Regions from separate parts of the Anas platyrhynchos genome. Here region 2 is linked to region 1. A link is a contact called in public Hi-C data. All regions are on one chromosome and are shown on one strand. The core of a region is the stretch at or near the end of the contact, and the rest is flanking DNA. Distances in the headings are between cores, read along the strand shown. Region 1 overlaps BTRC (beta-transducin repeat containing E3 ubiquitin protein ligase). Region 2 has its middle 29 kb from the start of BTRC.

What was found. Hi-C and Micro-C count contacts between places; a contact is called where the count stands out from the background.
Region 2: a Hi-C map of subcutaneous adipose tissue shows a contact between it and region 1, with 1.7 times the contacts expected there. The contact joins two enhancer-like sites. A contact is called at or near these places in 3 of 8 Hi-C or Micro-C datasets (liver, skeletal muscle and subcutaneous adipose tissue).

What each region holds. Positions count from the first base shown.
Region 1 is chr6:27,516,081-27,523,884 of IASCAAS_PekinDuck_T2T, forward strand. It overlaps BTRC (beta-transducin repeat containing E3 ubiquitin protein ligase), which reads right to left. Exons shown (of 15, transcript XR_005266581.2): 2 at 6,848-6,952; 3 at 4,044-4,151. Among named protein-coding and RNA genes, the nearest start is that of BTRC, 28 kb to the right of the region's middle. Within about 2 kb of position 2,886, at least 3 of the 8 cell types and tissues checked have an H3K27ac peak or open chromatin away from gene starts, as enhancers often do. A contact at or near this core is called in subcutaneous adipose tissue, where this site is marked.
Region 2 is chr6:27,573,145-27,580,948 of IASCAAS_PekinDuck_T2T, forward strand. No RefSeq gene overlaps it. Among named protein-coding and RNA genes, the nearest start is that of BTRC, 29 kb to the left of the region's middle. Within about 2 kb of position 3,332, at least 2 of the 8 cell types and tissues checked have an H3K27ac peak or open chromatin away from gene starts, as enhancers often do. A contact at or near this core is called in subcutaneous adipose tissue, where this site is marked.

The sequences.
Region 1 (7,804 bases), core at 1,636-4,135:
TCCTTGTAAGGCAATAAATAAAGTACTACCATTACTACTCACATTTACTCTGCATTTCTCAGCAATAAAATGCCAACTTTTAAGGTAAGAGGCAAGGGTAATCTGGAGGAAACTAAGAATGACCATTTCTAACAATTTTTTAAAAAATAGATGTAAAAATAATGTGAGAAACTAGTTCATTTCTATCTCATGGGTGCAACATGCTTCCATTACACCAGACTGTTTACATCTTTGACACTCAGCTTTCTCCAAGAGATCTCTGTCCAAAGAAGAGGAGCAGTGTAAATCACACCCATACTGCAGAACCTTAAATACCCTGCAGTTTACTTCAATTTGACTAATACAGCAGGATGGCCATGCATTTACAGCAGGATGGCCATGCATTCCTCAACCAGGACAGAGACTTCTGCCTCAAACAAGGAACACACTTTGCTTCTGCAAAACCAAGCAAAACGCAATCTTTTTCATTTAACACAGCCTGGTGTGCCATTCTTTATGATCAAAGCCTTCACTTCAAGTAAGGCAAAATGTGAATTTCTGGCATTCCAGAGAAAAGCACTTCCATACTCATTCAACAAGAGGCGGCTACCTCCACCACAAGAAAGTCAATTCTCCTTTTCGATTACAAGAGACCATTAGAGAAATAAGAGTTTTGGATCCAGCAAAATAAAGCTGATTAGACCACTTTTTGCTTTTTCACTGGTGCCTAGGCTCCAGACAAAAAAAAATAATAATAATAATAAAAAAAAATAATGCATGACTCTTGTCCCAAAACATTTACAACCTACAGTGGAGCCAATATTTGTAAGTAGTGTCAATTGGGTAAAAATGAAGAGATGATGGACTGCTCTCCGTGATTACCCTGATACATAACCTTTGGCAAGACTTTTAAATTGCTCCTTAAGAGTCTGCATTCACACAGTAGCCTACAGAAATAAATTAAAGGAAATATTATGATCTTCTGCAAACCTGAAAGGTTTAATGCAATCATTTTCTTGGCATCGTTGATGGGTGTAACTGTAAATCAGAATTTTCAAAGAACTGTGACTATGAAAAATAACATAAGCTGAGCCCCGTAAGCATGCATGGAAAATATTTTAAAAGGGGGAAAGTAATTATCTTCAAATGAAAAATGTCATGAAAACAGGCACCTGTTGGCACATCTGGAAACTTCAGAAACATGGATTTCTAGGAAAAATATACTCTGCATAAGTTTATTTTTTATTATTTGGAGAATCTACTTGCAACCTAGCTTTCAGTTGTTTTGCAGAGTGACAGTACAGCATCCAAGACACCGAAAATGAAATGGCTGGCCTTTTTCTCTTTTTTTTAAGCACCCTTTTTAACCCCCTCCCACAAAGCCTTATCAGAGTTCATGTTCCAATTTGCTGCCTTCTTTCACCATGATCTCTATGAAATTCAGTTACACAACAGACTATCGGTTGCCAAACCCTGAGATAAAAGATGTTTAAAAAAACAACTGTTTCTAGCTCCTTAATCCCCCATTCCTGGGTTTAGCCTTAAAACCTTTCCCACTGTGCGAGGATTGCCAAATGGAGCTAAGGAACCAGAAGATCCTGTTTTCACAGAAGTGTCTCCGATAATAAAAACACACAAAGAAGAAAAATGAAGTTATCTGACATATTAACAGAATCATCTCTAAATCGACTATCTGCCAATGTTTCCCATGAGGAGTCAGCAGGGCTTTAACTGAGCTATTCAAAAAGAGCCTGTTTCCACATTTCTGTCTGAGCATCTGAAGGTAAGCATGTAAATAACTAGACAAATTCAGCAGTGACTAAGTAGCCTTCCAGATGGCACCTTCTCTTTTGCCACAAGCAAAGAACATTGATATGCTTCTCCAGTTACTTCAAGCTTGCTAGCGAAAAAAATAAAATAACTTAATATGAGGAAAATTTGCTGGGGTACAAAGAAGTCTTTAATGCTTTCCTGAAGATTCAATACCAAAGAAAGCATTACAGAACGATGAAATATTTCAATATCACAGCTTCAAGCAGGCTTCAAACCACTCCCATTTAGACTACTGCACTGGAAAATGCAGAAGCCATGCCTCCTGGAGGGGAGTTTTCTGCAGACCATGCAAGCTAATGGGGATCAAAGCCCATTGAAAAAAAATGGGCTGAAATATGGATGACTCATTGCTGCAGAAGCTGTTACTGGCATTTAGTTTCTCAATAGGCACTAAATGAATTCCTCGGCAGAGTCAGTGCTATGCAGACTACTGGTATACCATTTTAGATGGCAAGTGAGGCAGCCTTCCCCAATTCCCATAGTCACTAAATACCCATGGAAATGTTTTGCTAAATCTGCAGGAATGCAAACGTCAAAGTCCTGATCCACTTCCAAGAAGGCAATACATGGTAAATGGTTCAGCTTCTGACTCATTTGACCCCAAATATCAACGCAGCATATTAGCAGAAAAGTTACTGTACATAGCTACCATTATCGAGAACATCTTGAGCTAAAAGAGGAAAGTTCCCCTTCCCTTTTGTAATATACATTTAATGTGAGTAATCAAAAATAATTCAAGTAGAAAGAAGTCACAATTTGAGTTTATAAATTACTTTCAATATACTGCTAAGGTTCTCTAAAACCTGAGCTTAAAGAGATCCGAGATTTATTCAACAGCAGAAAGCCCAAAAAATAAGGCTCATCCGATTTAGTCAAATTATGCAAATCAGGATTAAAAGTAGGATTCTAAATTCTGCCTGTTGTCTCCAGAGTCCTCTTAGACTAATAAAAAGTCTTCTTCCCCCTCCCCCATGGAAAGCTCCACTAAAAGCTTGCTGCTTTAGCAGAGGAGGCCTGGCAGGACACCTTCCAGAGTCCATCAGTGCTGGTGCTGGGTCAGCAAAAAGAGTTGCAGCAAAATGATGTAATACACTTAAGCCTCCCCTGAGACTGAGACGATTATTTCCACTGTACTCTCCTAGTCCTGGAAGCAGGCAGCCAAATTCAAAATGATCTTTGCACGCCATCCTTTAGAAGCAGGTAACGAACTCCCAACAGAATGATTCAGAATTTTTCAGGACGATTCTAGCCTATTCATTATGCCTGGTTTTGCAAGATGCTGGTGAATAAAACTCTCTGCCACAGGTTCGGTCAACAAATCCAGCAGCACAAACCTAGAAATAAACATTCATGCTACCAGGAACTCGAATGAGCGCACTCTCCAGAAATACTTCTAAGGTCCCCCAATCACTGCAGTTCACACACAATCACCCAGAGAGAGCATCTGACAAGAACAGATCTCTGCAGTCCAGCCTCCTCTGCTCTCCTTTTTGTACCCGCTTGCCAGCATAAAATGCTTGCAATGATCTTGAGCTTTAGATTTCTAGACACTAAGCTACCAGCTGCTTCACCCACAGGAGAGTAACTCAATTTTGTAAGAGTCACTGGTCACCTAAAGCATCTGAACAAACCCTGTCCAGCAAAAAGCTGTCTCGTGGCTGAGAAAAGCTGGCCTAACAAATTCAGAAACCAAAGAAAACCAGGTTCCTTTACTTGTCATTTGACTGACAGCTGACTCGTACCAAAATTTTCTATAATCAAAGTGTCCAGACTATTGCTAACAAACTTGAAGGAAACAAACGCTGGCATCAGTTATCACTGTGGCAATGAACCCACCCCCTCAGTCCTCCAAATGGCACACAGAAAATTTCGATAGGAAGGGAATCACTGGATGAACAGCCAGATTGGAGACTGTGTGATGGGTACTGTTTGCCAAATATAATTAAGTGCTGTATTTTTGACACAACTGAAAGCCAATGGAAAAAGATGATGGTACCAAGCCAATTTAGACAAAATAATTGTATTAAATCAAAGAAATGGAAATGCCCCAGTACTGAGCCACCCTGAATCTACGCAAGATGGGTTTAAATACCAGAGGAGCTCTGAATGACAAAGGAGAGGCATACAGTATGGAGCAGGATAAATGAAGGTAAAGCAAACGAAGTAAAGAAGCAGATGCACACATACATGGGTGGAGAGAAAAAGAAGGAGCGTGGAGAGACAGAAAGTACCTGGAAAGCTGGGAGTGCGCCAGTCCCTGGGTTATACAGGCATCGCAGCGAGGGCATGCTGTCCGCCAGGCTGGAGCAGCCCAGCCACAGAGATCTGGGCATAGAGCACTGCAGAGAAAGGACAACTATGAGATGGGACTGTATGAGACAGGATGGCACAGATTACAGGAACTTTCAAGGCTTAGCCAAATGGCATCAACACGACTGCAACTGGCCTTAAAGACTGAGACATCTTTAAGAGAACACAAACTGCTGGTGACACTTCCCTTTCGAGAAGGCTTTACAGATGTCAGAGTAGCAAGAAAAAGGCATCATGGATCAGGAAAGTAATTTTTTGATCAGCTTTCTACACCAATGCACGAGTTTTTTCACTAAAAAGAAGTTCCCTTCCAATTAAACAGACCTCTTCCCCATGCATAGCACATTCCAGGCACAAAACAGCACAAAGCAAGCAATTCTGCAAGGGAAGCAGAAAAGCAAATGACAACTTTAAATGGAATACTGGCAGGGAAAGAACAGGCTTTTTGTACATTGGGGTTTAGAAGGAAAAACCTGCAGGTCAAGGTGAACAGGAACTTGGTGACACTTTATAGGATTTTGTGTTTCTGCTTGCCTTGTTATTCATGAAATAAAATACGATTATTACAACAAAAATTCTGATCATTGAAAGCACAAATACAAAAAAAAAAAAAAGCCAAAGCAGCCGGTCAAGGAAAATACTAACCATTTTGTAGAGTTAAAGCCATTACTTCCTGAAATACAGGGAGTTGCTTGTTCATTTTAAATCGCTACTGCTAAATCTAGGGATGCATTATGACAGCTATTGCTTTTACCAGCCAGAGAATTTTTGATGCCATAAGCACTGCTGCATTTGTCTAATTACCGGTAAGGCAGGGAAAAACAAGTACATTGTAAATGGGCAGCTAGCTATGAAAACTGGAGGATGTGACAGATGAGATGCTAGAGATTTCAAACCCTTGCACTCTTCCTTTTTGCAACCCTCCAGGCTTTTTTTTCTTCCCATCCCCCTTAAAAAGGGGAGAAATCTGAGTGGAAAGGGCAGCTGGAATGGGTATGAAATGACAGCTGCCTTTTGAGCCACCATTTCTTGCTGCTCGTAAGAGGGTTGGAAAATCTTGCCCTAGATTACCACGTAGGAGCAACAAAACCCATCTCTGAGCAGAAAGATGATGGTCAACATTCATAATTTGGCAGTGCGTAAACAGCTACAGAGAGATTAACCCTGTCTATCACCACATTCTTTGGTTTATTCTGTCATAATTTATGCTGCTGTTCCAGAAATAGTATTAAAAGATTACTGGGGTACAGAACCTATACAAGTGTGCTTTCTGGAAGTTTAAGGTACCTCAAAATAAATTGCCCACCTCATTTTCTCTCTTAAAACCTCTTTGTCTTACAAATACTTGGGAACTCAAGAACATGAGTACTTTGTAGTATTAATCCTCACGTGAGATAATGCCCTTCCTGAAGACAAAAACTCAGAGCCACAGTATTGTAACAGGCACCAGAACTGAGCCAGGCTTCCCTGTCTGCCACCCTAGCCTTCCAGGAGACACTCACTCCCACATACAAACACCTTCCAAATGCCAGCAATCTTTTCTTTGCAATGTCATGTGTATGGCTCCAGCTAGCAAAGCTGTTGTAATGGTATGCCTTAAAAAAAAAAAAAAAACACAACCCTGTACATCTACAGTTTACTTTTTATCCAATTTGATATTTACTTCAATCAAAGCTGGCTGTCAACACTCTCCAAGAATATCACAGTGACAAAGGAGATTAAGGGCAATGTGGTATCCCTGATGACATAAAGCAAATTTACTCGGTAAGCATCAGCTGTTTACCATTAGCCATCCTAAGATTCAGGACATGATACAAATAAAATGAAAAAAAAAAAAAGAAACAATAACTATCCTATGTTTTCTTGTGTGCATGAAGACTTGTTAGCAAAGTCTTGCCCCAGCCTTAGTTCCTCTTCCCTGGCTGTCCCATTCCTTGGGCTCACTCAATCTTTCATCCTGCAATGATGAACTAGATGAAGACCTCATTGCCAATGAAGCAGGTTTGGCAAAATAAAAGAGGTCATTTTAAATACATGCACTGAGCAAAGCACAGAAAGAGAAGCAGGAAAAAGGAGAACCACTCTATGAGCAGCAATGCTCGCTCATGTTACCTCAAAGTTGATGTGAGAGATGGATCTCTCATGTGAGAGTCGGACGGAGGCACTACAAGCAGCAGCTTGGGGTCTCCATTGTGCCAGGGCAATTACAATGCTATGTTCCTCTACAATAGCCACCAGAAAGGAGAACATTGAGGGTGTTTTCTGCCAAACTCCCTGCACCTACAGTGGACACTGGTACTCACTCATGTGCCCTCGCTGCTTAGTGTTATTCCAGAACTAGGAAGTACACAGTAAACAATTACCAACACCTCAGATGACTTCTGAATCTGCTCCGGTATGTACCAAAATTCACATTACTGATACACTTCTGTTACCCAGCTTAAAAAAACAAAAAGTGTGAAGTTGCACACACACTAGGAGAAAATGTCATTGCTGTACTTGCCTGTTACCTATTGAAGGAAGCAGAGACTCTAAATTACTGCTGCTGACTGAAAGAGGCTTATTCACAAGCATGAACAAAAGGCCCCAGGTGCTTCAATAGAAACAGCTTGTGTGTAAATCAGATGAGTGACCCAACAGAACAACTTCATTTACAGCCTGATCTCGGAAAATCTCAACAGCCTCTGTCCCCAGCCACCGAGCAAGCCACGTGTCAAATGCTCACTTTTGTACTGTCAGCTCCACAAACGAGGGACCGGCCTCTGCGTTCTCTGCTTGAAAGCTGACTGACAAAATCCTCTCCTGAACTCCCAGTCAATCCGCATCGATTCTTCAAAACAAAGATACAGAGGCACCGAGGTTGGACCACGGCCAAATGGGAACGCGGATACTGCTTGCTAAGTACTGGGCCGGGGTGCAGCAGCCTCTCCGCCTTCCTTTCTCCCAATTGCATTAAGGCTGCGGGTGTCTGCGCGCCTTCCTGACCCGGTGGTGCAAAGCTTTTAATTTATAACAGCTAAGCATCTTTAGGAGACAAGAAGTAGCATTAGATAAGGAATTATTTGATGAAATACACATTTCTTTCACTGTGAACTCTGTTCCCTGAACTCTGAAATATGTTTTCCCACTGCAGAAACGCAGAGAACAGAGTTGGAAGCAAGTTCAGCATCCTCCTGACAGGGGCTGGTACCAGCTGCTCCACCAGTGATTAAATGGGCTCGCCTTGCTTTGGATTCAAACAGGCTGAGCTGAGTGGGCAGTGACACCCAGCTGAAGGGAAGCCGTATTTTAACCCACCCAACTCTTCTTGTAACTCTACTGCAAGAACATTTTGGACTACATCAGATGTTTTGCCACTAATAGCCTACCCTCTATTCCAATTATTTGATGTCCTAAAGACAAATCTGGGTACACATCCATTGGCTAAACTTTTGCCACTGCTAAAAATTGGTTATTTACTTTATTTCCTATTGCGTTACAGGATTATACGCTGCAATTTCAGGCTGCTTTTTGATCAAATTTGTTCTCTTCTGGTCCTTCGGCAAATACAATATACTACAGGTAACTAACACAGTTTTAGGAAATTATGTTACAGGTCAGAAATGTATCACCTTCTCCTCCAAAACTAACTGGTTCTACATGAGGAGAAAAAAAAAACTGAAGTTGTTGAAATGCCACTTTC
Region 2 (7,804 bases), core at 2,082-4,581, 58 kb after region 1:
GTACCTGTACCAAACTATCTCAGCATCACCTACATCAATGCACGTGTCTGGCTGCGGGGTCTGGTGCAGAGGGGTTAATCTGCAGTGTGCTGCCTGGGAGAAGCAGCAACTCTTTGGTGCAAAAGCTGCTCTTGCTGCTGCTGGAAGCTGCCCTGCAGAGCAGGATTTGGGGTGACAGATCTGCACTCAAGACCAGGAAGACAAACGTGAGAGCAAAGGAGGTGTCTCCAGCCAGTCATTAGCACAAGTTTCAGATTCTAAATCCTCGAGTGGTCACTGCTGAGCATGGGATGGGCCCAAATCACTGCAGGCTTCCACCAAAATCCATCAGGACTTTGTCCAAGTGCCACCGTCTTCCTAGGGCAGGTCCCTGCATTCTCTTTGACATCTCTGGTGCAGGCAGCACCACCACGAGGCAGGGTAGCTCTAACCCCTGTATATGACGGGTGCCCACATCTAATCACCAGGCTGTGTTTGGCCTGAACCACTAAATTGTACCTCCTCTTGGGTGTGTGGTGTCTCCTGCTGCCTACGGTGGCAACATCCCTGTTACGTGGCACCGAACAGCCTCTGTCTTACACGAGCACTGCCTTTGGCCCACACCAGCCCAGTGTGACGGCTATTCCAGCCTCTCTTTGCTCTGCTGGTTACAAACCTGCTGCTAATATCCAGCCCACATTTCTTCCCTTCTGCTTTAGCCTTGTTTGCTCCAGTGCCAATGTCCTCTTTTAGCTTCAGCGGCTCTTCCCTGCTGTTAACCCCGTTGACGTATTTATGGGCGGCAATCAGATCCCCTCTCAGCGGGTGTCATGCTGGGCTAAACAAGCCGAGCTCATTCAGCGTCCTCTCCCCAGAAGTGGTAGGAACATCCCGCACGGAGGCAGTGCAGCTGCTTTGCTTCTGCCGCCAGGTGGGAGCACATCTGGGCCGGATTCAGACCGTCCCCATCCCCATGCCTCCCCTGCTGCCTTGCTGGGAGTGGGGATAGATGCCGTGTCTCCCCCTTTCCCCTAGGACAGACGTCCCTGCAGAAGTCACCCTGAGCAAAAGGCACTTCCAGGAGCTTTTCTAGGGACAACCTAAAGCCTGGAGAACCTCAGTAGGGAAATAGGATCCAGGTGCACAAGGTAGGGTCTGTCCCACACAAGAGGTGTCACTTGGGTGCTGTCACGAGGAGGGTCCCTCCTCTGGCTTTGTGGAGGGGCTGTGGCATCTTGTGCTTCCCCTTCAGACCCTCCCCGCTCCCCACCTTGGCTTTTCTAAGAGGCCCAGGCAACATCCTGAGCTCGGAGAAAGGCAGAGCAGCAGAAGGCAAGGGAAGCACCGGCTGAAATGAGGCTGGAGGAGGACACGCTCCCAAAGCTGTCTGCCAGAAGGCTGCAGAGCTGGTCAGTGTCCCCTGACGAAGCACAGCGATGTCCTCAGGAGAGGAGGAACGTCCCCTCTACGGTTGCTTCACCCACTGCTGCCCTCTGATCTAACAAAGAGGTTGGCTTTTAAATGTAGCGAACTTAAGAGAATGACAGCTTATCTGTCAAGCTAACGCACAGCCCTCCGTGCTGGCTCTTGCCAGCAGCACAACGCCAGATAATTTAATATTATAATAGGATTCGAACGGCCCTTTAAACTAACAGGGTAACAACTCTATTAACTGGTACACAGGCAGGGAAAATGAGGTGCTGGAAAAACAGAGGATGCATCAAATTTAGACTTTGACAGAGGTGTTCACATCACCCCAACATTTGCTTTGTTTGCCAGCGCTTGCGATTTATTGCCCAGAGACGTAAAGTATGTTTGTAGGATTAGCCGCAGGCTGTACGTGAAGGTGGCAGCGAGGAAAGTGGCACAGAAATCCAACAACCAAGGTCTAATCTCTAGCGTGGGTGGTCTCTGTGGCCTTGAATGGCTAAAGACATTCCTGCTGGACAGCAAAATGGACAATTCTTCTGACATTGGAAAGATTTGCCTGATTTTACCAGGATTACAGTTTGGGAGAAAATCCAGAGGAAAAGCTTGGTCAGTGTTCAATGACTCCACTTCTGTATTTTCAGAAATAACTCTGCTTGGTGTGTGGATATGACTTTCTATTTTAACGTTAAAAAAGTATGATACTGTTAAACCTTGAAATGAAAATGAAATTAATTAATCTGATCTGAAGTGAGTGTTCCTTGAGGACTTTCCTTTGCAGGCATTTTGAAAGTGGTGAAAGGAGGGAGGGAACGAGATGGACATTTCTAATTAAGTGTTGCACATCTGGAACTCTCAGGCTTCCTTCTCCCCTCTGGATTTTGCAAACTTCTGTGCCTGGCAGAGCTCTGACCAGCCCTTTATTGTGCTTGATGCTGTATAAGTATTTAAAAACAGTAGTCGCAATGCCAGTCCAAATCCCAGAGCTTCAGTTCCTATGTAGCCAAATGTTTCTCATTTATTAGCATGGATTTATTCCTAGAAAGCTGTTTCTTGCTATATCTTTGTGCAGCATTCATTGCATTTTAGCCTCTCACCCCCTAGCCTCTTCCTGACACCCCTTTGCTCTGTTGCAGAGCCCTTGCATAATCCTCAAATTTTTTGACTGTAAAAAAAAAAAAGATTATAATTCTATTTTACCTAAGATAGAATGTGCTTTTTTAATTTTGTCTCCAAATTTGCTGAAGTTAAATTGTTCGGTGGACTGGTTTAGACATATTCCCTATTTTATAAAAAGTGTAAACATTCTGAAACAATTAAAATACTATAAAATGAAAAAAGTGGCCGTTTTCTGCATAAGATGAGCTTTTTCTTTCAAATTATAAAATTCGATGAAAGGATGAAAACTGAAACCAAGTGATTCAAAGTGGCACATACAAAAATACTCATCCAGATTTCTGGGAAAGGAGCTCCTGTGACTTTTGGAGGTTTTGTCCTTGTCCTGAGACAGGGCACTTCTGTACTCCTCAAAAAAAAAAAAAAAAAAAAAAAGAGAGAGAGAGAGAGAGAGAGACTTTCTGATCTTAATTCCAAACATGTTTCAAGGCTTCAGACTGTAAAACTTATTAAGATACAGATCTTTATCCCAACTTCGCCCCTGCCCCAGCTGGATGGGCTGAGCCTAAAGCCCTGGAGTGAGAGCACCCGGCCGGCTGGTTTCCTTGCAGTATTTTGCCTCTTTTGCCTTGGTTTTTAAGCTCGGAAAGGGGAGAGCACCTCTCCAGCCGTCTGGAAAGCTCTCACAGCAGTTTAACTGGGAAGCAGTGGGTTGGTGTGTGCTCAGCGTGGACCCCACTGCCAGCCAGCCCTGGGAGCCTTGCCCACGCGCCCTTCTCATGTACCAGGGTATTTATAGCCGCCGATGCCAGGAATTCGGCTGGGACGCCGCCGGGGAGGATAACAAGTTTCTCTTTAGGAGGAATGTTCCACCCTGACCGGAGGAGCGAAGAACAATAAAAGATGATTGATTTCCTCGCAGCCGCCCCGGAGCACGGCGCTGTCCCCATGCCAGGAGGGCTGCCAGTGTCCCCGCTGCAGGTCTGCCTTCCTCCACTGCCCTCGCCACGGCCAGCCCAGATTGTCACCAGTGGGCAGACAGGGGCTGCAGCCCGACATCCACATTTGCTCCCCAATCCGGGCATCTCACATCGCCTTCGCCTGAGACAAGTGGGAAGAGGAGGAGGAGAGAGAGGGAGGGCTTATAAGACCGTCTCCCTGGGCCTTCAGGCACTTTCTATTTACATTCTTTGGAGTAAATTACCGAGCCTTAGAAATTTACAGGGAAATCGCTTTGATTCTTAAACTATATGAATGAAGCTGCAGATGGAGAGAGTAATGGCTTAAATTTATTAGTGTGCATAAAATTGTTGATGCTAATTTTCAGCTGTACACTAAGCAAACAGTCTATGGGATTAAACCGGGTCCCTTATTTAAACAAACTCACAAAATGTAATTTACATCTAGTTATTGTTTCCGACTCTTCTCAGACCCCTTCCCAAAGCTCCCTCTAATGTTGTCAGCTCTGTATTGCACCCGCTCCTTCTGCTCCTCCATCACCTCTGGCAGGACAGCGATGCGACCGCTGTGGGACCTTGATGGAGATAGATACATATTTAGGCAGAGCAGTGCTCTCTGAGCTTTCTTCTCTAGGCAAACTGGCCTGGATTTTATTTTTTTTCCACTAAACATGCCAGATTTTCCACTAGAGATGCCACTTAGAGGTGCTTTTTTTCCACTAGCAATGCCAGTCATTAATTATTGGCTTAAGCCTCCACCGGTGGGTTCCAGCAACGAAGGGAAACCTCTGTGACAGGGCAGTGCCAAGCTGTCACACCTCAAGGATTACATATACGGCCTTGTCTCCTGCCTTGCAGTGAGTCTGGGCATCTGTTGTTCATGGTACCAAGCATTTCCCCTGCTTTTTGAGACCTACTGCCTGGTGCACAGCACCCTGGATTAGGAGAGGTACTAGAAGGATTTATTAGCAAACAAAGTTCACAGGGACAATGGGAGATGGTCCCCATGCCAGCAGCCTCACACCTTGCTCCACCACTCAACCTGACATCCCCTGCATCTTGATGTGTGCTGTCGTCTTTGCTGGGAAACAAAAGCTCAGCAGCTGCCCCTGCGCCAGCAGAGAATACCAGACAAAAAAAAAAAAAAAGGACAAGCAACACGCACTATTTTTCATCTGCATATAAAACTCTGCAGGGCTAGTGAAGATTCGCTCATTAGATGCAGAGTGCCTGACCTCAGTGGGGTCCAAAGGGGCTGCAGGGATGAGAATTAATTAGATGGAAAAAATCTGGCCATCCTCAACCCCGACCAGTCATGAACTAATCCCATAAATGCATCTGCGCTCCAGCTAGGAAAGAGATGATGACACAGGACAGGGAATGGGGTGAGAAAAGATCATCCATGCTTCTGACAGCCACATGCAGAATCCTTATTCCCTGCCCTCTGGTGCCTCCCTATGAGAGGAGTCTGTGTTACAGAAAGTCTGGGTGTTGCCGGAGGGTGGGGAGGCTGCAGAGGAGGAACAGGGCTGGCAGAGCACGTGGAAATACAGAGATACCAGGGGAGCTGCTAATCCTGCTCCCTGGGGCTGTTAGGGTGACCAAACCAGTGATGCTCACACACTTGGGATAGGGACACACTCCCAAATTTCTCTTCCTGGGCCAGGGCTGTCCTCAGGCCCCTGGAAGCTTTTTCCCTGGTGCTGGGGTGTGCAAGGATTAAGCTGCTTGTGTGAGCTGAGCTGGATGGGATAAACCAGGCTCCTCTGTGTCCCTGAAGCAGAATCAGCCCAGACTTCAATCTTCACCAAATGGACACACCCGTGTTTGAAAAATGTCTGCTTGCACCCGTGTATCTTCTGCACCTCCAGCGCTTGGAGGGGTCCCACTAGGAACATCACTGCTTGGGACGCAGAAAAGAGGCTGGAGGGACCAATCCTGCCCTCCCTGAGGGAGAAGGACATGGAGGTGAGTCCCGAAAGGCCCAGGAGCTGCTGTTCCTCCAGCTCCAGCGGGGACAGGAGACCAAGGACAGAGATGGAAAGCCACTTCAGCATCTCCCCTCCCACCGCAGCACTGCGCGCTGATCAACCCCGTGTCACCTTACAAGCCACTTAATCCCTTCCGTCATGCTTCTCAAGGAAGGGGGTGTGCAGGCCAAGCTTTAGCTGCCACCAGCTGCCCCAAAGTCATATGCCAAGCGTCTGCAGGAGCATGTGCAGGGGGACGTGACTGACACCTCGCCGGTCCCCCGCACCTGGGAATCGCCCAGCCTGGCAACCCCAGGCCCAGCTGGCCCTTTGATCTCTGCAGGGGCTGAAGCCGGTTCCTCTCCGCTCCAGCTTTGGGGAGGATCATTTTGATTTTGTCTGGACATCTCACATCCTGGCAGGTGTCAGTCTTGGATTCCAAGATGCCTCGGAGGGGGAGGTGGGAAAAGATTGTAAAAATAAATACAATGTCTGTGCCCACCCTTCCTCTCGGTCCATGTGCTGGGGACTTTTTTTTTTGATATCTGGAAGGGCCTTCTCCTCTCTGACAATACCAGCAGCCTTCAAAAGAGCGGCTACACACCTACTACTGCAGGAAATATCACCCTCAGCGTTTTTGGAGCACCCAGAAGTGGAGATGTGGGTAGCTGGGTGACCTGGAGACAGCCTGTGCCCTGCCTCAGCACATTGTCCATCATCTCTGCTGGGGAAGGGGCCAGAGAGACCACTGGACACACACGGGGCTGGAGGACAGAGCAAATAACTTATACTCGTCGCAGCTGCCCTGCACCGAGTCCCACCAGCTCCTGCTTCTACTGGTTGAGCAGTGTAATGAGCAGTCCGCACTGCTCCCTGTGAGGAGCTGCTGTAGAAATAAACCAGCTACTAACCAGGGCCCATTAAAGAATAAGAAGAGGGTCAGTGTGCCCTGGTGTTTCTTCGGAACAGTTCCCCAGTCTTCAGTGATCTTTGATCAGAAATTTCCTAAGCCAAATGTTGTGGCTTTGTATGTAATAGCAGCTCTTTTTTTTTTTTTTTTTTTTCCCATGCAATTTTTTTAGTTCCCTTTTGAACCCCTTTAAGCAGCTACCATCCACATACCCCAAGGCGAGGAGTCCCACAGGTTAGCTGCACACAGTGCAAAGAATTCCTCTTTCCATTCGTTCTCCTGCTGCTTTTATTTGGCAGCTTTGGTTCTTGTATTGAAAGAAAGAGCAAACTGTCATTCCTTATTTACCAGTTCAATAATACTCACCTCTATCACCCAGCCTGCCTCTGGTCTTTCACTTGCTGAAGGGTCTCAGCTCAGCATGGATAACATGGTACAGATGCCATGTTATCCCTTTGACCATCCTTGTAGCCCCTTCCTTTTTCTCATCATGTCATGCTAGATCCACTTTTGAGGGAAAACCAGAACTGCACTCCAGGGCTGACTATTCCACCTTGCTCACAGCAGGTAGGGCATCCAGAGAGCTGTGTGCTGTTCTTGGCATCATGCTGCAACAGAGATAAACACTTTGAAAATCTGACCTTGGAAGGAAAATTGAAGGAATTGCATTTATTTTGCCCCAGAAAAGAAAGGACCAGAAGGTAGCAAGCAAAAATATTTCAGCATATAAGTTTTTTATACAAGGACACAGATGGATCGCTCTCCATATTCAGCGTGAGGACAGGACAAGGGAAGCGAGATTCCATTTGCAGCAGAGATTATTTAAGTTGGATGTTAGGAACCTCCTTCAACTCTAAGCACACACAAACCCAGGAGCAAGCTGTCGGGAAGGGATGGAGTCTCTTTCACTGGCAGTATTTACAAGCAGGTTGGGCACCCATCTGTTGGGAGGGTTTGGGGAGAGCTGTCTTGCAAGACCATCTATCAGGGTCCCTCCAGCCTCACATTTCTCACTCCATGTTCCCTCTGTTGAACCATTCGGCTAGGACAGACCGTGCCATCCGGGGACTGGGGACACTCTGCCAAAGGGCCTGAGGGAATGAACAGCACTAAGAGGAAATCTGTGCGAATCTATTATCTGTACTCTGCTGAATGCAGGGAGGGTCTCAGTATCAAGCACATCCCCAGTGGGAACTGCCTTCTCACCTCCCTCTGCTCCCCCAAAATGTCACTGCTCTAATTTCAGAGGAAATAGTAAAGGAAAACTTGACAGGGCCAATGTGAATTTTGATCACTTGCAGCTCCACTGGCTTTTCCTTTGCACTTTTTATGGGACTTCTTGGGATCCCACAGACTGAAGGCTAAAAGCTGTTGATGACAATTGTATGTTGTAGGCTCATCCCTCTTCCAGTGTCACAGCATCTGAGGCCAAGCTGAGGGAC